Linked DNA regions of Mus musculus: regions 1, 2, 3, 5, 6 and 7 are each linked to region 4. Evidence: chromatin contacts called from public promoter capture Hi-C data. All regions are on one chromosome and are shown on one strand. Each heading gives the region's core, a stretch centred on a gene start, on an enhancer-like site or on the middle of the called end of the contact. The rest is flanking DNA. Distances are from core to core; before and after follow the strand shown. Region 1 holds the start of Ash2l (ASH2 like histone lysine methyltransferase complex subunit). Region 2 holds the start of Plpp5 (phospholipid phosphatase 5). Region 3 holds the start of Lsm1 (LSM1 homolog, mRNA degradation associated). Region 4 holds the start of Golga7 (golgi autoantigen, golgin subfamily a, 7). Region 5 holds the start of Fnta (farnesyltransferase, CAAX box, alpha). Region 6 holds the start of Rnf170 (ring finger protein 170). Region 7 holds the start of Thap1 (THAP domain containing, apoptosis associated protein 1).

Region 1 (2,700 bases), core at 17-2,516, 2.6 Mb before region 4:
GAGGTAAGTCACTGGGGGCAAGCTTACACGAAAAAAGTGAAGCCGCTTCCTTGAAGTTCTCCCTGTCTGCTTGGTGATTCTGATAGAGAATTCGAGCTCTCAGCCTTGTCTGATAGTCACCATTTCAGATCCTTGCTGCCTTATCTCCCCACCATCATGGATTCTTATCTCTTTGAACCCCCCTCAACCAAGATCCCCCCTCCCCTTGCTTAAGATATTTTTGGTCATGGCGGCACTTTCTCCTAACAACTGCAAAGTATCAATGATCTCTAATCCCTAAGTGTGTTTGTTTTAAAACAGCAAATTTATGGTCCGTGAGATGGCCCAGTGGGCAAAGGCGGCACTTGCTTGCCAAGCCTGAGCTAGATTCCTAGAACTCACATAGTGGAGGGAAAGAAAGCTCTTCTCACCATATTGTCCTCTCACCTGTCCAGTGCACTATGCCACATACATGCGCACACATCCGTAAAGCGCACACACACGCGGAGGATGGGGGTGAGGCGGCAGTTTCTATTTTGCTAGGGTTTAGAGCCCACCCATATGCTTGCACTCAGTCCAGGGGTTTAGCTACCAGCAGACATCCCTTTCTTACTCGTTTCTGCCCTTCTCGCTAAGGCCCAAACCTTGCTGAATTCTGTCCTCTGCTAGCACTCTCGCCTGGAGCTCTACTTCCCTCCGTGAACTAGCAATTCGTGTTCCTCGAGCGCACAGCACTTCTAGCCTCCTCTGGCCAGATGTTTCTTTTCCTAACGTCTTTTCCACCCACAACTACCTCGGGCTCTCTGGAATCAGACCTCTAGTCTCTCCAAAAGCCGCCTGGAAACGGGGCTTCTGGCGGCCAGCTACGCAGTTACAGACGCTCCCGGCAGGTGTGAGCCAGAGTGCTCCTTTGTTGTTGTTTGGAAGTTTCCTACGTTTTAGGGTTTTAGTATGATCGCCTGCTCCGCACAGTGTAAAGGGGAGTCTCTCACATCCTCATATGTGCCGTGATTTCCACTCTTAGCCACGACTATGAGCAGGCGTTTTGAATAATTCAAGTCCCAAGAGGAAAGCAAAGGACAGACCTCCTAAGTGGCTCCCTTCAAACCTGGGCAATCCGAGTTGCGCCCTGCCTTTTTCTTTCTTCCTTTCTTTTTTTTTTTTTTTCTGGCCTTAAAGCGGCGGACTCAAAGTGCGTCCTTCCCAAGTAAGTGGCGGGCCCCCCAACAAAAGGTCTTTCCCACTTTAAGAGCGCCGTGCGTGGCGGCAACTCGCCGCATAGATATATTCTCGCGAGAGCTTGGGAAGGAGCAGCGATGGCGGCGGCTGGAGCGGGTCCTGGTCCGGGAGTCAGCGCCGGCCCTGGTCCCGGAGCCGCTGCAAGTGCCACAACGGCGGAGGACCGAGAGACAGAGCCGGTGGCCGCGGGGGCTGGCGAGGGGCCGTCAGCCGCCCCGGGAGCGGAGCCCAGCTCCGGAGAGGCCGAAAGTGGGTAAGGCAATCCACTCGCAGCCCCGGGGACGCGCGAGGGCCCGCCCCTCGTGGAAGCCCGCGGCTCGCGCCGCCCGGTGTCGCCCTCCGGATCCAGGTCCCGCAGCCAACGGCTCGGCCCGCCCGCCCACCCGGTACCCTCCGCAACCCCGCTGGCTGCTTGCTTGTGGACTCCAAGCCGCTCCTCGGCTCCTCGGCTCCCATCAGCACCAGTGTGAGCCAAGAGCGTTTCCCCCTCTAGCGCCCCGGAAGACCTCGCTGATCCCTCTTGCAATGCTTGGTCCTGAAAGCACTGAGGACGGCAGCCTCCCGTCGTTAGCCCAGTGCACTAGGAATCCCTGGGCCGCGAACACATTTGTCTTGCTTGACAACCTCCCTCCTAATACTCAGGATTGTTCTCTCGTGGGCATCCCGTTCAGGACATGAAAAAGATATACCCTCCGTATTTGGACCATTGTGTTTTTCTGTTTAGGAAAGGCCATTTTGATGTTTGTCTTTTCATTATAGGGATGCAAACTTGGTTGATGTAAGTGGTCTGGAGACAGAATCTTCTAATGGAAAAGATACTTTGGTAAGTATTTCCTCTGAGGCCTTTGGAAGGCGAACTAGATTTGGTTTTAAAATGTTTAATCTATTTTTTTTTTTTTAAAAAGTAGTCAGGCCATTTGATTCTCTTATTGCCCTGTGGCTCCAGGAAGGTACCGGAGACACTTCAGAAGTGATGGATACCCAGGCGGGCTCTGTGGATGAGGAGAATGGGCGGCAGTTGGGAGAAGTGGAGTTGCAGTGTGGGATATGTACAAAATGGTTCACCGCTGACACCTTTGGAATAGACACGTCGTGAGTACATTTCATGGCCTTCTAGACAGCATGATCCTGGAGAGATGGCTTAGCATTTTAGATCACTAGTTACCCTTTCAGGGGTTTGGGCTTGATTCCCAGTATTCACATGGCAGCTCAAGGAACCCCAGTTCTGGGGTGGAAGGGGAAATTATGTAATCATATTTCTTTTTTTTTAATTAATTTATTTATTTTATGTATATGAGTACACTGTAGCTATACAAATGGTTGTGAGCCATCATGTGGTTTCTGGAAATTGAACTCAGGACCTCTGCCCGCTCTAGCCCTGCTTGCTCCAACTCTGCTCACAACAGCCCAAAGATTTATTATATGTGTACACTGTAGCTGTCTTCAGACACACCAGAAGAGGGTGTCAGATTTTTGTTAGGA
Region 2 (2,700 bases), core at 52-2,551, 2.5 Mb before region 4:
GTGAGAAAGGAGAGACTAGTCTGAGAATCCGGGTAAACACTGCTTGAGAATGTGGTGGTGTGTGTGTGGGGGGCGCTCAGGGAGGTTTGAGTGCCAAGGCTTCTCACTTACCTGCCCACTATCAGTTTGATTATGTTGGTAAAGACACCATTCAGAGCTAGGGCAAGGCTGGCAGCTGGAAAGCAAAGAAGCCGTTAGTGCCATCTGCTTGGAGAAGAGTAAGCCACCACCTCATGAGTAGAGCCTTCATTGCTTTGAGATAGAACCCAACCAGAATAAAAACCCAAACGGCCTAGGGGCAGAGAAGTGGAGCACTGAGGAACACCTATGTGGCACCTGTGTTAATAGGGAACACCTGTGTGGTGTCTGTGTTAATAAGGAACACCTGGCCGGGCGTGGTGGCACACGCCTTTAATCCCAGCACTTGGGAGGCAGAGGCAGGTGGATTTCTGAGTTCAAGGCCAGCCTGGTCTACAAAGTGAGTTCCAGGACAGACAGGGCTACACAGAGAAACCCTGTCTCGAAAAAACAAACAAACAAAAAGGAACACCTGTGTGGCGCCTGTGTTATTAAGCACATTCTCATCAGTACTGCTTTTTGGTCTCATGGGGTAAAAAGACATACTTTAGGGGTACAGAGTAGCTGAACCCCATAGCTACTTGCCAACACTAAGACAGGAACAACTGGAACAAGGGCGACTTACCGAGGCAGGCTTGCTTGCTGTCGGTAGCGTCAGCTTTCCTTAGAAACTTGGCGAGGAAGATCAGGGACAGTGGAGTGAGAAAGGCAATGACCTGAAGGTAAAACACAGGGTCGGTAAAACCAAGTCCCTCCTGGCCTAAAGCACCAGCTGCCGCGCACTAACCAAGATCGGGGCTCAGATTGCCCACCAGACGCCTCGCCCTAGCCCTGGAACTCAAGGCAGGGGAGGAGTCCCTGCCAGCGGAGGAGGGCGGGAGGGCAGCTCACGCACAAACATGCGGCCGGTGGGGAAGTATTCCGCCTCCACGTACGGGTTCCTGTAGAGCCACAGCTCCTCGGGCTGGATCCGCCGCTGGAAGGGAGGGAGCAGCTCGGTCACCCTGGGGAGGAAACGGGGAAGATTGACAGGCTACCTCGGCGGAAGAACCTGCCGCCCCGAGCCGCTTAGGAAGTGCGAGCGCCCAGGGACGCCTGGGAGCGTTGACAGATCCTTACAGGAAAGCCACAAAGAGCAGGACCCGCACGCCCAGCTCGGCTCCCAGGGCCGCCGTCCCCATCCCGCCATACGTGCGGATCAGACGCTGACGTGGCCCCGGCGCGCCGTGGTTCCGCCCGCCCGGTGTCCAGCGCCACCTAGCGAACTCCGCGGGGACTGACTACCAGCGGGGCCTCCGGGCTACAGGAAATTCAGAGCTCATTTGCTGTGTTATGAGTACCACCTAACAGATCACCTTTGGGTCTCAAAGCAATGTGTCCTTCACCAACCACCCAGATCAGCTTATAGGACAAGAAAAGGAACGTCATTCTCCAGAGATGCTTCCTCTACAAAAGCAAACCAGAAAGCCCACTTTAAAGAAACTATGTCTTTGGAGCATTTCGAAGGGAAAAAACTGGGCTGAGGGTGAGTGGTTGTATTTTTGTGTCTCATTTCCCAGTAAACTGTACCATGAAATTACAGGTAAAGAACCAGCCCATATTCTTAAGTAGACCATACAGGACAATTTATTAAAGTCAACCTCAAGCAAGACCTGAAATCAATGGAATGCCATTAAAAGCTTTCCCACATTCTTACAGAAGCAGAAAACATATTTGAATTCTAAAGTATCTGTAAGTTAAAAAGGCAGGATTCCAGTAAATACAATGTACAAAACCTGTCCCACCAGCACACATCAGTAAGAAGCTCAAATGTTACAGGCAATCTCACATACACTACACTAGTTAACAGATATGTACAGGTTAACTAAGATGGTAGGCTCATACTTTGCAATAAGACATTGGTCAATAAACAAAATCCTTAAACTATATTTTGAAGTCATTAAACAGTAATGCCCTAGTAGAATACCCCTGGGGAACATTAACACTAACCCCTTAGTGTTAGGAGCGCCAAGTCACAGAAACTAAAGAGACTGACTAATGGATGTTGACACTTTGATATTTCACAGGTCTACAGCGTTCATTACAGGTAAATACAGATGTAAACAATCTATCAAGAACTTTATTCAAAGAACACAAGGTGAGGGTGGGATCTGCAGATATGTGTTTATTGTGTAATATTTAAATGGACACAAATGAATTTGCCATAGCAGTTGAAAATACACAAATCTTTGTATATAAAAAGAACTTTTTAGCCAGCTGTAATCAGTTAGCAACTTGGTTATTAGCGGCAATACAGTTACTTACCATAGGGTACAAAAAATGAGATGTTAATTGATAACAAAAGTGTAATTCCCTCATTCCCTTTAACTGACAAGAATTCCCTGTTGAGGCAAAATGGCAGATACTTGAAAGCCATCTGCACAGAGCAAGGCTCAGTCAGCAGGTAAGGAAGGCTTCTCGTCCCTTAACGGACGCAGTGAAGTCACAAGAAAACCAAGGACCGAATACTGACTTTGGCAACTTCTATTTTCCCTTGAACTTACAAGTCAATGACTTTCAGAGCCTACTGAAGGACAAACAATACTTTTCTCCCCCCTCCCCCATACACAAATACAAGCGCTC
Region 3 (2,700 bases), core at 151-2,650, 2.5 Mb before region 4:
TGTTTGAAGTTGTAAATCATTTTGCTTTTGAAAAGTCACAGTATTAAAATGATTTTAAAATGCTGATTATAGACCTGAGAGATGGCTCAGTGCTAAAGAGTATTGTCTGGTCTTCCAGAGGACCCAGTACCCTCTTCTGTTCTCTCCAGCACCAGGCAAGCTCGCAATGCACATACATACATGCTCATATACAGCGGTTTTTTTTTTTTGTTTGTTTGTTTGTTTTTTTAATGCTGCTTTAAAAGTTATATTCATCCCAGCACTTGGGAGGCAAAGGCAGGAAGATTTCTGAGTTCCAGGCCAGCCTGGTGTACAAGGTGAGTTCCAGATCAGCCAGGGCTATACAGAGAAACCCTGTCTCGAAAAACCAAAAAAAAAAAAAAGTTATATTCAAGGAATCATACACAGGTAAGAATTCGGGGCGGGGGAATGAAAGTGGAGGCTGGAGAGATGGTTCAGAAGAGCACGTGTTGCTCTTGCAGAAGATCTGAGTTCCTTTCTCAGCACCCACACTGTGACTCTGTAACTCGGTCCATAACTCCAATTCCAGAGGATCCCAAGAAGAGAAAGTCATCTGGCTTCGTGGATACCAATATGCCCGTGGTTTAATTACATGTAGACGAGACATAAATACACAATAAATTAAACCTTTTAAAACCGAAATTGTAACCTCTTTATTTTTACAGGACTAACCTCCTTTTAGTAAAAGCAAAACTGTCAAACAGAAAAGAGTAAGTTTGAAGTGACTTAGCATTCGCAGAAAATCCCGTTATTACGTCCGGCACCTGTCTCTACAACTTTAATCTGAAAGTGCTAATGACCCTTACAGAAAAAGGAGAGTGCTAGTGGCTATACAACAGAAAGCCTACGTTCTCTGCTAATTAAATTCAACTGCTGTTGTCGGGTCTGGTGAGTCCTTTCTAGAAGCAATCTCCATCCATTCACTGTCAAACGCCTTACGAGGGGCGCAGCATCCGACTTGGGAACGCGAAGTGGCTCAGGCGACTTCCTTCGCGTGCTCTGCCCTTCACGTTCCCAAGTCGGATGCTGCGCCCCTCGGAAGGCGTTTCACAGCTTGGGGGGCGGGGGGCGGGGAGGTGTTACCCGCTCAAGGACAGAGAAGGCAGCTTGGGAAAAGGCTCCGTCCGAGGCTGTGAAGGCAGAACCACCCCGCCCGGGCCCAGAGATCACTCTCTGGGCCCTTGTCGAGGGACGCCCACTCGAAAAGGGGTCCCACACCAGGCTTCCCCCGAGGGAGAGGTTAGGTACTCACTGTCGATGTCCTCGATGAGGCTGGCGGTGCCGGGCATATAGTTCATGTTTGAGCTCTCGCAAGGCTGCACCGGACGGCCGCGAGGGCGTCCAGTCGCCCGTCGGCGGGACGCGGACGGGAACCGGCCGCTCACCTGCAGCTCAGACACCGCTAGTCGCCGGAAGCGTTTCAGGTGACCCCACCCACTTCCGGTATCGCCTGCCCGTCCGCCGAAAGAGGCGTGCCGGGCGTGTTGCCAGTCGGTGGCCGACCACGTTCTCTTCCCCTCCAGTCAGTGCAGTGAAGTCCAGGTCGGAAGGGCGGAGGATAGGCGTTTCCTCACGCGTGACGAGCGCTGCCCCTCGCCTCGCTTTCCCGACCCGAGGCCCGGATTGACCCGTACCGTCCATGACCGTTCCGCGCTCGGCGTGCAAGGGGCGGGACCGGCTCGGGATTGGCTGTAGCCGTCCTATCCCCCTCCGCCGCTCGCCAATAGCGGCCTCCCGCAGGCGCCTGCGCAATGGGACGGTCGTGGGGGGCGGGAAGCGCTTCGCGGCAGCGGAGCCCATGTCGGCCCTGAGGCGCTCGGGCTACGGCCCCAGTGACGGCCCTTCTTACGGCCGCTACTACGGGCCCGGGGGAGGCGATGTCCCGGTGCACGTACCTCCGCCCTTATACCCCCCTCTTCGTCCGGAGCCTCCCCAGCCTCCGGTTTCCTGGCGAGGGCGCGGGGGCGCCCCGGCCGAGACCACCTGGCCGGGCGAAGGCGCAGGTGGCGATGGCTACTACCCCTCGGGAGGCGCCTGGGCAGAAGCGAGCAGAGCCGGGGGAGGCCACCAGGTAAGCTTCGAAGTCTTTTCCGGGGCTCCAGTCGGGAAGTCTTGGGCAGAGGTGAGGACATTTGGGGGTTTTATACTTAGGGTCTGTTAGGACTCGGGTCTCTGATTTGTTCTTCTTTTGGGGACGGTGCAGAGACGAGGACCAGAGATGCGAGGGGAGCTAGGCTTGGGTTCCATTTGTCCCTTCGTTTTGTTTGTTTGTTTGTTTGTTTTTGCTTTTTTTTTTAACTTCAGCCATCATAAGTGTTCTTGTTAACCACGAAAAAAAAAAACGAAAAAATATTCTGCGCTGACTTCCTAAGCTTAGTAGCAGGCTGCAGGATCTCTTTCCCGAGAGCGTAGGTTAGCGTGATTGGGCTGTAACAATTTATCCTGCGTGGCTCGGGGAGCTGCAGCCCCAGCCCTTACTCAGCAGCCCCTCCCACGGGGAAGGGATCGAAACGGGGCGGGCTGATCACTTAGTTCCTTATCACTAAAGCTTTGCCTGGAATTGAATCAGGAGGGATCAATGTTGCAAAGTACCTTAATGTTCTATTTAATCATCGCAAGACTGCAAGACAGATGTTATTAATGCTTCCCAATTTTTGAATGGAGAAGGCTCTGAGAGAC
Region 4 (2,700 bases), core at 15-2,514:
CCTGAGGCAGTACGTGAATGAATAAATGGGGAAAGTCACAGAAATGAAATTACGTATGGCACAACAGAGGAATCTCAGTAGAATCTATACAATAAGAAGGAGACGAAAAACTCTGATTCAATTTAAGTGAAAGTTAAGAAAACACAAGTTTGTTTCTAGTGACAGAAAGGTTAGTACTGGGCAAAGGGGGTCTGCTGAATGGCTGAAAGGTATGACTGTAAAGAGTAAGGAAGTTTTTAGAGGTGGTGTTTATTATCTTGATTGTACTGATGGTTTAAGGGCATGGACGTGGTAGAAGTTAACAAATTATGTCCACGTTAAATGAGTGGGTTTACTATACACCCTTTATTGGGATAAAGCTATTCATTTTTGAGACAGGGTCTCACCATGACGATCTGGCTGGCCTGGTACTATTTAGGTAAACTGGGGTGGGCTTGAACTCAGAGATCACCAGGGAGTGGACGACCTCTGCCCTGTCCCCCGCCCTATGCTGGAAATTTTTTTAATGCTATTTTTAAAACCCCAAAAGAGAAATCAATTATCGTGACAACTGATCAAGTATCTAATCAATTATCAGTATACTAAAAAGTTGTACTAGAACATCGCCACCACCAGACGTGCATAGGGATTTTCCTGGATGTCTTGCAAAGATACAGTCAGTAAAGTGGGGACCAATGAGAGAGAACTGTTGTTGGTCCAGTCGGGTCACCTAAGCGGGTATAGCTGGTGTACATGTCTCTGGGACGAAAAAAACCAACACCTCAAGAAGAATTGGAGAAGGGATGCAGGATAATGCAGAACAGGAATACCATCTCCTCACTCTCGTTCAAGAGGGTTCCAGGGGCCAAATGCATCCCCAGTAGTGCGCTTTGTAGTTGTAAATATCTGTGTCTGTTGGAATTGGAGAGTGACGGTTGTTTTTGTGGAGCGAGGTGGGTTAGCCCACGTGAAAGCTGGAACGCTTAATCAAGAAGGGAACTATTCCTGTGCCCACAAACCACTTCACCACAACCAACAGGGAATTCCGAGTCTCTAACCCCGGCGTCTTTCCCGGAACTCCCGGATCCACCGATCACGTCCACCTCATCATCATCATCTTCTTCCGCCCGGAAGGGTTTCATTCGCCTACACTAGGAAGACTTCTCTCCCAGCCACCGCGCACCTCACCGCAACGCGCAGCCGCGGAGGCGTCGCTTTACGGCCGGAGGGGGCGGGGTGTCAACGTGCGGCACAGAAGGTGTTCGGGAGAGGCTAGGTTTTTTTGCGACAGGACGTAAGCGGCGACGGAGGTGGCGCGACAGCTGCTGGAGGGCCGAGGAGGCGGGTTTGTGTTTCCAGGGCCGAACCAGGATGTGGGGGGGCGCGGGTCCTGGGCTTGGGTAGCTTGGAGTCCCTCGGCTACAGCCATGAGTGAAGGGGATCGGCGAGGGGGGAGGCCTGGGGCGTCTTTGGGCGGTGGGTGGCTCCGAAGGGCTGGCGGGCCGGAGAGCCGGCTCTAGGCCGGCCATCTGACCCCGTGTCTTGCCCGAACTCGCAGAGCGGCGGGTCCTGTCCTCGCCATGAGGCCGCAGCAGGCACCGGTGTCCGGGAAGGTGTTCATTCAGCGAGACTACAGCAGCGGCACGCGCTGCCAGTTCCAGACCAAGTTCCCCGCGGAGCTGGAGAACAGGGTATGCAGCCCGGCTTCCCCTGCTCCTGGCCCTGCTCCTGGCCCTGCCCCTGGCCCTGGGGAGGGGAGAGTCCCTGGAGCGGGAGGGAGTGTCTCACGGTTCGGGAGAGCATGAGACGTCAGGATTCATGGGAAAAGATATACGAAGGAGGTACGGTCTAGTATTTGGAGAAAGACCACTAAGGCTAATGCTCAGAGTACAGTGATCATATAGAACTTTTAGGATGCTGGCCCGCAGTCCACCCAAGAGTGTCCTTAACAGGATGCCGACACACACACACACACACACACACACACACACACGGTACTTGACACCTGGTTGAAGCTCACACACACACACACACTCACTCAGTTATTGACATCTTGATGAGGTGCTAATTCCTGGAACTCCAGGCCACCTCATACCTCCTGTGGTAACCTATATCCTACTGCCTCAGACACGCGAAAGACAGCGTCATAGTCATGACTGGTATCTGTGGTCACTGTGCTGGTCATACTGTTCAGCTGAAAGGGTTTATTAGGGATGTGCTCGGCAGTCCAGACAGGCCTTCTTGGAACCTGAAAAACGTACACGGTCCCGGGCAGGAACGGCAAAGGAACTTGTAGCTGAACCAACCCTGACTCCCAGTCATTATCACTGGGAACTTCCTGTTTGCCTTGCATATCAAAACGGTCATGGGGCAGAGGTCCTTTGGGCAACCTTGTAAACAAAGATGAGATTTGTGTACCATTCCTTCAGATTTAACCACACCAAAAAAAAAACAAAAAAAATCTACTCGTCTACCCAATGTGATCCTCCTTTTGTTCTTCAGCGATATTACTCAGATTCTATTTCCTGTTCATAAATCAGTTTCTGAAGGATGAGGAACTTGGAGGGTAATTAAGCATGGTGTGGGTGTGGGGCTAAGAAATGCTGCTTGTGGACTAGGTAGGTGGAGATGAGTGTGTACTAGAGAAATGTGTGCCAGCCATTTAAAATCAGAGGGGTGGTTTGTAGGCTGGGTGTGTGGCTTAGTGCACAGAGCCTGTTT
Region 5 (2,700 bases), core at 87-2,586, 2.8 Mb before region 4:
CCCTTCTGGCAGGTAAGTCTCAGTCTCTCTCTCTCTCTCTCTCTCTCTCTCTCTCTCTCTCTCTCTCTCTCTCTCTCTCTCTCTCTCTCTCTCTCTCTCTCTCTCTCTCTCTCTCTCTCTCACACACACACACACACACAAACCACAAGGTAATGAGTAAATAATATATCCACCTGCCTCTGCCTCTGCCCCTCTGCCTCTGCCTCTGCCCCTCTGCCTCTGCCTCTGCCTCTGCCCCTCTGCCTCTGCCCCTCTGCCTCTGCCCCTCTGCCTCTGCCTCTGCGCCTCTGCCTCTGCCCCTCTGCCTAAGTGCTGGGATTACAGGCATGTGCCACCACTGCCCAGCCAATACTAGCATTTCTAAATCCTGGGTTTGATCACTAGCACAGCTGCACTGAGAAACTCAGCACAGAAAAGTTGGTTTGACTGATAACACCTGTGGGCTATTAGGATGTGGGGAAACTTCAGCTAAGATCACATACCGACCTCTGTTGGAATCCCAAAAGTCCCTTTTCTACCCTATAAAACCTCCAAGGCCCATGACCATCCTTGGATTTTTTTCTAATTAAAGGACAGTATGCTTATAAAGACATTTGTCTCTTTTATTCCCACTTTGCCTCAATCGGTTCTGATTTAAGAACCTTCCCTAGAATATATGGTGACCAGACACTATGGTCTTTGCGCTGCTGCGAATGAACCTGGTGCCTATTGTATAGTAAATATTTGTTAATTGAATATATCTATTCTCTATATTTAGAAAGGAGTTCTGCACAGATCCAAATTTAATTCCAAAGACACCCCCCGGATTAATAAAATGCTGCTATTTTATTATAGGATTATATAAACGCCTAGCACTGAAAAACATGTAAAGTGTGAAAGAATGTAAAGACCCTTTTAAGGTTAAAGTGGAAGCCTGAGGGGGGAAAGAGGTGGCTGGCTGTGCACCGTTTGCAATTCTTCACACTCCTAAGATGGTCCAAAAGAAGGGGGCCGCTGGGGACTGGAGATGTAACTCAGTGGTAGAGCACATGCCTAGCATGTGCAAGTCTTCCGGTTCCATCCTAAGCGTTGAAAAAGAAACAAAAGCAAGGAAACAGAAAAGTTACCCAACAAAGGAAACAACAACTAATAACACTGCTTGCCAATTAGCACCTAAAGGCCTCTGAAAACCTGCATTCGGGAAGGGGGCCCTGGAAACACAGCAGCGAGGACAGTAGGTATTCAGGCCAGGCCTCCGGGCCGGGCCCTCTACCCCACGCCTCTATGGTAGGACCCGAGGAACCGGAAGTGGGCCTCGCCGGGGGCGGGGCGGGCCGCGGAGGGGGCGGGGCCTCCACCACCACCTCTGCTGCGGACGGAGGCGAGATGGCGGCCACCGAGGGGGTCGGGGAATCTGCGGCAGGCGGCGAGCCGGGACAGCCGGAGCAGCCGCCGCCCCCGCCTCCGCCGCCGCCAGCACAGCAGCCGCAGGAAGAAGAGATGGCGGCTGAGGCCGGGGAAGCGGCGGCGTCCCCTATGGACGACGGGTTTCTGAGCCTGGACTCGCCCACCTATGTCTTGTACAGGTAACGCCCTCCTGCGGGCCGCGGCGCCAGAGGCCCGGGGCTGAGTGCGAGCGACGACGACGCAGCTCGGCGGACGGGGGCGCCCTCCGAGTCCGCGCCGCGCAGCCCCGGGTGGCCGCAGGCTGCGGCGGCGCTCTTCTGAAGCTAGGGTGCGGTGACACTTCCGTGGTCCCGCAGTGCTGCCCTGCTGAGAGCCGTGCATCATCCGAAAGGCGCCCTTTTGACAGCTCGCTATGGGATAATGTCACTTAAGCGGCCAGATCTGCTCTTTACAAACACTGTCGGGCCTTTGCGTGCCTTCTGCTGCCTGGAGAGAACTTTCCTGCCTTTCCTTCATCTTGGCCACTGTGCACATCCCTTCTGTCTTCCTTTCCATGTCCCCTAGTTCCTTGTCAAAAAGTACTTACTGTTTTTTGTAGTTCTACCTAAACCCTTTAGGTGACTCATTTGCCAGGCTTTCAGGAATGAGTGAAAGGCATTATAGAGGTTTCTGCAGTTGGATGACTTGAGATTGGTTGTGGGGTCCCATAGCTTCAGAACTTTCCTCTGATTTATGAATTATGTTCTTCGGATGGCTGATTTCCGAAGAACTAAATGACCGTGTTTGCCGTGCCTCTCTCCAAACTATAGGATATATATATATACATATATACATACATATGTATATATATATATATATATAAAATTAGCAGGTCATTCTTTTCCCCATATTCTTACATAAGGGATGCAATTTCAAGGTTAACTGCGTACCACAAATGTCTGCTGTCAGTAACTGATTAGTATAGAGAAGAAGAAAAGAATGTAAGTCAAGGCTGGCCACACTGAGCAGTTCATGGAAGTCTCCAGAAGTGCCAGTTGTTGCAGTCATACTGTTGTTTTGAGACTGTTCCCTGGATTGTTAGCATGCATACAGTATGCTATGCAGGTTTTAAGTACTCAAAATTATTCCTTCTCAAAGTTGCCTTCCAAAGTTGACTGGTAACATTATCTTCATCTTATAAATGAAGAAACCAACATCCAGGCAGATTAATGACTTCACACAGGAAGTTGTAAAGCTAATATTCTGGCTTAGGCAACTGTCAGATTCCAGAGCCTTCTCTCCCTCATGCTAGGCAGGCATCTCCACATGCCAGGC
Region 6 (2,700 bases), core at 193-2,692, 2.9 Mb before region 4:
GGGCTACACACACACACACACACACACACACACACACACACACAGCCAACCACGCAAGCAAAACAAAACAAAAACTCAATGTTTTTTTGAAATCCTAAAAGCTCAGCGAGAAAACCAACTTCAAATGGGAAAGAAGTCCCCAGGAACTGAAGAAAAAAAAAAAAAAAGTGAAGGTGTGCCCTGGGAAGATAACTTCTTCCCAGGCACTGCTAATCAAAGACTGCATGATCTGGTGGTTATGCATACCTTTGAATCCAAGATTCTCCTAGGACTCCAAAGCATATATCTTGTATCTTGTTGTCTTGGAAACGCCAATATCTTTGCATTAAGGTCGACTGTTTATTATAGCATTATTCTTAGACGCCCTAAGCTGGAACAAAGTGCACATCAATAGTAGAACGGGTACAAGGCTGTAGTCACACAATAGGATATTAGACAATCATGGGATTTTTGCAGATAATTTAATATTATTTAAAAGCCAAAGCCACAATACATATCCATTCATAAAAGTTCAAAATCAAACAAAGGAAAATTATACTACATGCATAGTCATCTGGTTAAAAAGCTAAAAGGGAAAGCTTTTAAAATAAAGTAAGTGCCTATCACAAAAATCAGATTAGAGATGGTATGGATGGAAGAACTCTTGGGAATGTGGCAATTCATTTTATTAATATTCCTCAAACATGTACTGCTACGCACTGTTCTGCATGCGACTTAAAAACGTATATGAAACCTTCTACAAGGCTTGTATTAAAAAAAAAAAATCGAAAGTCGGGCAAGGATGCACCTCAATGAAGCCAACTCCTAGCACAAGAAGCAGGCCTTAGGAACAGCAAGGGTCCTTACGCACTGGGGAACTGGCGTCCACCCTCTGTCACTTTGGGTAAAGTTTTTTGTGGGAGAAGGGGGCTCCAAGGAGGAACGCCGGGCTCCCCACAGCCGGGCCAAACCGGCCCCCAGCCTCCGAGACGCGCCCACGTCAGCCGTTCCACCTTCGCCCGGAGGGAGACTCTGGGCAGGCTCCGGCGACTCAGGGAAGGCTGCGCTCCGGCTTCCGGAGGGAAGCGGTGGGCGCGGAGCCTACCCTCGCGCGGTCCCGCAGCTCCCCCCACCGCCACCGCGCCGAGTCCCGCAGTCCGCGGGTCCCCGGCCCGCCCGTGCGGGGGCGTGGCCTGGCACACGCCCGCGGCCGGAGAGGGGGGCGCGTACCTCGTCGCGGCCGAGGAACTACCGGGCCAGTCGGCGGGTCGGCATAGAGCTCATTTCCGGGGACTACCTAGCTACTCCTCCCGTGCAAACTACAGGCGGCTTCTTAAGCCAGAGCGCCGGCGTCAGCGCACGCGCAGTGCGGAGCCCCGGCGAGGGTGAGCGGACTGGAGAGACACACAGACCGGCCGCCACCGCAGGGCCCGGCCGGGGCGCGCGCCCGCGGGCCTTGGACTGGCTCTGGGAGCGCGCCTCTAGGGGCGGGGCTGAGCGAGCGCGAGCGTGCGCAGTGGCCCTCGGACCTCGGGACTCGCGCTACGCGGCGCGGCGGGGCGCGGCGCTCGCGCAAGAGGGCGTGGGCTGGCGGCGCCGGGTGCGCGCAAGGGAGTGCGCGGCCCCGAGCGAGGGAAGGAGGGGCTGGTGACAGTGCGGAGCGATTGCCAGCGTCCGCGCCCCGGGAGCGGACGGACGGAAGAGAAGGTCCGCCAGACGCCCGGTCTGCTGCCTGACCCCTTCGGACTCAAACCCCGAGCCGAGCGGCCGCGGCTTCTGGTTGGTTGAAGGGAGACGCTGCGGCCACCCCAGGAAGATGTTTAACGTGGAGTCTGTGGAGCGGGTGGAGCTGTGCGAGAGCCTGCTCACTTGGGTACGTGGTGGGCAGCGGGCCGGTGGGAAAGCTCCGCCACCTTTTCGCGGACACCGGTGCTCGTCCCGGGGGGCGAACGCCCCGGGGCGACCTGCCGTCACATCCGGGGCTTGGGACGGGCGGAGCTGAGTAGCCGGTGCGGCCGCGTCTACACCCGCGGCCGGGTCAGGGTCAGCAGGGAGAGGCCGGGCTCAGGCAGGCTGGGCCCAGGGTCCAGGAGGAACTTGTCCGGCCTGAGATGTTGGCTGCTGTCCGAGAGGAAACCTGCCCGGTGGGGGCTAATGATGGGGTGCAGGCGACACTGTAATTAGGACTGTTTGCCTTGATGAGGCGCTGGCGTTTCGCTCCCAAGCTCCCAGTGATCCAAAGCGTTGGTTCTGCCTGGGCGCCCGGTAGAGGCAGTCGGGACCCCCTAGTTAAGCGATGCTGCTCGCCTTTGTTGTAGCGTTCAGCCAGGATGGAGTGTAGCCCCTTGAGGGATGGATGAAGCCCTGCCCATTGGAAAATAGTACATTGGCAGGGTGGATAGACAAAACATGAAGAATCACTCAGAGGCAAAACATTTAAAACGCGAGATGCATTTTGACTGTTATAAACGATGTGATGGTACCTATAAAAGGAACCAACGATAAAAATGTTGAACTGGAAAAATTGAGGGATTTCGTAATGGAACTGAAACACATTTTTAAAGCACCATGAGATTCTAATTTGGAATTGATGAGGGTTAAGGTTATCGAATTTTCAAGTAAACATGCAGGATTTTGTCAATAGTCATGGCTTAAACGGCCCTTTTCATTAGCTGGACAGTTAACCGTGTTTGTTTCTGGTTTTCATATGCTGGTTGGAGG
Region 7 (2,700 bases), core at 131-2,630, 2.9 Mb before region 4:
TAACATAAAACTTGTAACAACAAATTTACCTGCCTAAAAATTGTCACATTTTGTGGACTGTTAGCATTAACAAACACCATCAGTAACGCTAATTCTATGACTTTCTTCTTTCAAGAGAGTATTTTTATTTTTCTCTTTAAAAAGATTTATTTATTATATATAAGTACACTGTAGCTGTCTTCAGACACATCAGAAGAAGGCGTCATTTCTCATTACGGATGGTTGTGAGCCACCATGTGGTTGCTGGGAATTGAACTCAGGACCTCTGGAGGAGCAGTCAGTGCTCTCAACCGCTGAGCCATCTCTCCAGAGTATTTTTCACCCTGGCTTCTTGATTGCTGCACCCACTACAAGAACGAGCCCTGACGGCTGTGGGGGTAAAGCTGGTATTCGCTCACATTAACCTTCACCACGGCAACAGAGTCAAGTGTGTGCTATCGTCTCGTTCTTCCTGTGTGTTGAAAGACAGGGGTTCATCTCGACAATACCAAGAGCCTCCTCTAAAGCCCATGGATGCTAAAGGTTGGTTCTTTGACGCTAGGACTTAAGAGTCCTCCCTGGCATCCCGGTCAGCTGCCCTGCTTCCTTCCCGGCATCCACAGTGAGGTCCGAAACCTGTCCTCCTCCCCCTGTGCGTTCCCAGCTCGACTTCCTCCCTATGTGCCACGGCCACGCCGCGGCTTGGGACGAAGAGGTACGCAGGGCTGCGAGAGGCTTCTGGGCGTCGCTCGCTCGCTTGCCCGCCCGCCGGAAACCCTCCGCGAGCGCGAAGGCGCGCGGTCTCAGCCCCCAGCGGAGGCCAAGACCAACGGAGACGCCGCGCGCCCGGGATGCGCAGCGGGGGCGCGCAGCCACGGGGACGCGCCCCCGTGGGTCCCCGCCCCCGCCGGCCCGGCCCGTCCGCCGCCCTGAGCGCCCGAGCGCCCGCCCCGCCTCCTCCAGGTCTCGCGCGGCCACGCGCCGGGCTCCGCCCCCACCCGCCCGCGCGCCCCTGTCGCCGCGGCCGCGGAGCACGCCAGTTACCTACTTGTGGAAGGAGACGGGCTTGTCCTTGTCGTAGCGGTTCTTGCAGCCGTAGGCGGAGCAGGACTGCACCATCCTTCTGGCCCTCCACACTTCCCTTCGGCCCGGGAGGCAGGCGAAGGGGGCCGTCGGGGTCGCCGCGCTCGGCCTTGATAACGCTCGCCGCTCTCGGTGGCGTCGGTCAGCAGTTACGGGGACGATCACCTCGCCGTGGGGTGGGGGTTGGGGTGGGGGAGTGACTACCCTGTCCGTTGTGGGGTTTGCTTTAGCAGAAGGACCACAGCTGTCGCCCGTCTCCCATCTTCAAGATGGCGGAGGCAGCTTCAGCCTCACCTCTCGCGAGGACTCGGCTCGCCGTCTCTGATTGGCTGAAGGTAACGTTCCCAGGGAAGCTGACCATTGGCTGGGGCGAGGCGCGCCTGTGGGGCGTGGTCAGCAGTGCGGAAGTGGGTGGGCCCTCTGCGCCTTGGCCGGAAGAGAGCGCGTTTGTTTGGGATCCTGACTGCAGTCGTTCTCGTAGTGGTGACTGTCGTTAATTTGTCCGGCGTTTTCTGCTGCAGCTTGATAAAGAACGGCCTGTTGGGTCCGAAAGCCTGCAGGAGAACGTGGAAGAGCTCGTCCCTGGCCATACGCAGTTTTTTTTTAAAGGGGGGGGAACCAGCAGATGCGTGGATTGTACAAACCTGTGGTCCACGTTCAGAATCCAGGTGACCGTCTAACTAGACAACGAGGACAAACGCGCATTTCATTTCCTCTAAGCTGGGAAGGAAGACCTTTTTTTTTTTTTTTAAATGTATGTGAGTACACTGTCGCTGTCTTCAGACACACCAGAAGAGGGCATCAGATCTCACTGCAGATGGTTGTGAGCCACCATGTGGTTGCTGGGAATTGAACTCAGGACCTATGTAAGAGCAGTCAGTGCTCTCAACTGCAGAGCCATCTTTCCATCCCTACAGTGCACTTCTGAACGTTGTTACCTTTGTGTAGGCGCAGCGATTTTTCAAGCTGAAGACAAGTGTTACAGGCTTGACCCTCTGTAGTTTGGAGTGTGTGGCGCATTCTCTCCCTTATAAACTATTTTCTGTACCCTTAAATATTGCTTCTCTTAAGGATCTATTTAGTGGCTACCATCTCTAGAACTTTGACTATTGAACCCACATACCATCTTTTCCTAGCTCGTTTTACTTGAGCACACATGGACTTGCCTTCAGAGTTATCAGGTATATGGTTTAATACATTCGCCAACTACTTAAATCTGAAATCCTGGTGTCACTGAGATAAAACAAAAAAACTAGGCTTTAATTCAGCAGAAAAGAACACTTGTTGCTCTTGCAGGTGACCCGGGTTCGATTCCCAGCACCCACAAGGCAGTTCACAACCATCTATAACTCCAGGCAGCTGGGCACCAGGCACACATGTTGTGGGTCAGAGGACAGTTTGTGGGAGTGGGTTCTCTCCTTCCACCTTGTGGGCTCTGGGACCTAACTCGGATCATTAGTCTTGATGCTAAGTGCTCTTATCAGCTGCTCCTAGGACCCCTTCCTCGAGACTTAGGTTAACCTCATAGAATAGAGAGGTTATTCTCTCACCACCATCCTTGAATTCAAGTACTCACAGTCTCAACTTTTTGTCAGTCCTAGTCTTCAGCTTTCTCTCTGTCCCTCATAAAAACACTGC

Evidence for each region. Promoter capture Hi-C pulls out the DNA fragments that hold promoters and counts their contacts. Capture Hi-C pulls out chosen DNA fragments and counts their contacts.
Region 1: a contact with region 4 is called in a promoter capture Hi-C map of pre-B cells, with 4 times the contacts expected there. The contact joins the promoter of Ash2l here to the promoter of Golga7 in region 4. A contact is called at or near these places in 1 of 39 promoter capture datasets (pre-B cells) and 1 of 484 Hi-C or Micro-C datasets (B cells).
Region 2: a contact with region 4 is called in a promoter capture Hi-C map of pre-B cells, with 2.4 times the contacts expected there. The contact joins the promoter of Plpp5 here to the promoter of Golga7 in region 4.
Region 3: a contact with region 4 is called in a promoter capture Hi-C map of pre-B cells, with 3 times the contacts expected there. The contact joins the promoter of Lsm1 here to the promoter of Golga7 in region 4. A contact is called at or near these places in 3 of 39 promoter capture datasets (hippocampal neurons, liver and pre-B cells) and 1 of 9 other capture datasets (liver).
Region 5: a contact with region 4 is called in a promoter capture Hi-C map of pre-B cells, with 4 times the contacts expected there. The contact joins the promoter of Fnta here to the promoter of Golga7 in region 4. A contact is called at or near these places in 2 of 39 promoter capture datasets (liver and pre-B cells).
Region 6: a contact with region 4 is called in a promoter capture Hi-C map of pre-B cells, with 4 times the contacts expected there. The contact joins the promoter of Rnf170 here to the promoter of Golga7 in region 4. A contact is called at or near these places in 2 of 39 promoter capture datasets (liver and pre-B cells).
Region 7: a contact with region 4 is called in a promoter capture Hi-C map of liver, with 4 times the contacts expected there. The contact joins the promoter of Thap1 here to the promoter of Golga7 in region 4. A contact is called at or near these places in 2 of 9 other capture datasets (adipose tissue and liver).

What each region holds. Positions count from the first base shown.
Region 1 is chr8:25,839,353-25,842,052 of GRCm38.p6, reverse strand. Ash2l (ASH2 like histone lysine methyltransferase complex subunit) reads left to right here and starts at 1,266. Exons shown (of 16, transcript NM_011791.3): 1 at 1,266-1,471; 2 at 1,978-2,041; 3 at 2,165-2,310. The coding sequence starts at 1,296.
Region 2 is chr8:25,718,649-25,721,348 of GRCm38.p6, reverse strand. It overlaps Plpp5 (phospholipid phosphatase 5), which reads right to left and starts at 1,301. Exons shown (of 7, transcript NM_028000.1): 1 at 1,198-1,301; 2 at 974-1,082; 3 at 704-794; 4 at 112-175. The coding sequence starts at 1,259. It overlaps Nsd3 (nuclear receptor binding SET domain protein 3), which reads right to left. Exons shown (of 23, transcript NM_001081269.2): 23 at 1,682-2,700.
Region 3 is chr8:25,784,291-25,786,990 of GRCm38.p6, reverse strand. Lsm1 (LSM1 homolog, mRNA degradation associated) reads right to left here and starts at 1,400. Exons shown (of 4, transcript NM_026032.1): 1 at 1,274-1,400. The coding sequence starts at 1,319. It overlaps Bag4 (BCL2-associated athanogene 4), which reads left to right and starts at 1,782. Exons shown (of 5, transcript NM_026121.3): 1 at 1,782-2,092. The coding sequence starts at 1,820.
Region 4 is chr8:23,255,644-23,258,343 of GRCm38.p6, reverse strand. It overlaps Golga7 (golgi autoantigen, golgin subfamily a, 7), which reads left to right and starts at 1,264. Exons shown (of 5, transcript NM_020585.2): 1 at 1,264-1,670. The coding sequence starts at 1,560.
Region 5 is chr8:26,014,246-26,016,945 of GRCm38.p6, reverse strand. Fnta (farnesyltransferase, CAAX box, alpha) reads left to right here and starts at 1,336. Exons shown (of 9, transcript NM_008033.4): 1 at 1,336-1,565. The coding sequence starts at 1,366.
Region 6 is chr8:26,118,110-26,120,809 of GRCm38.p6, reverse strand. Rnf170 (ring finger protein 170) reads right to left here and starts at 1,442. Exons shown (of 8, transcript NM_029965.4): 1 at 1,210-1,442; 2 at 247-370. It overlaps Hook3 (hook microtubule tethering protein 3), which reads left to right and starts at 1,586. Exons shown (of 22, transcript NM_207659.3): 1 at 1,586-1,852. The coding sequence starts at 1,796.
Region 7 is chr8:26,156,849-26,159,548 of GRCm38.p6, reverse strand. It overlaps Thap1 (THAP domain containing, apoptosis associated protein 1), which reads right to left and starts at 1,380. Exons shown (of 3, transcript NM_199042.2): 1 at 1,028-1,380. The coding sequence starts at 1,098.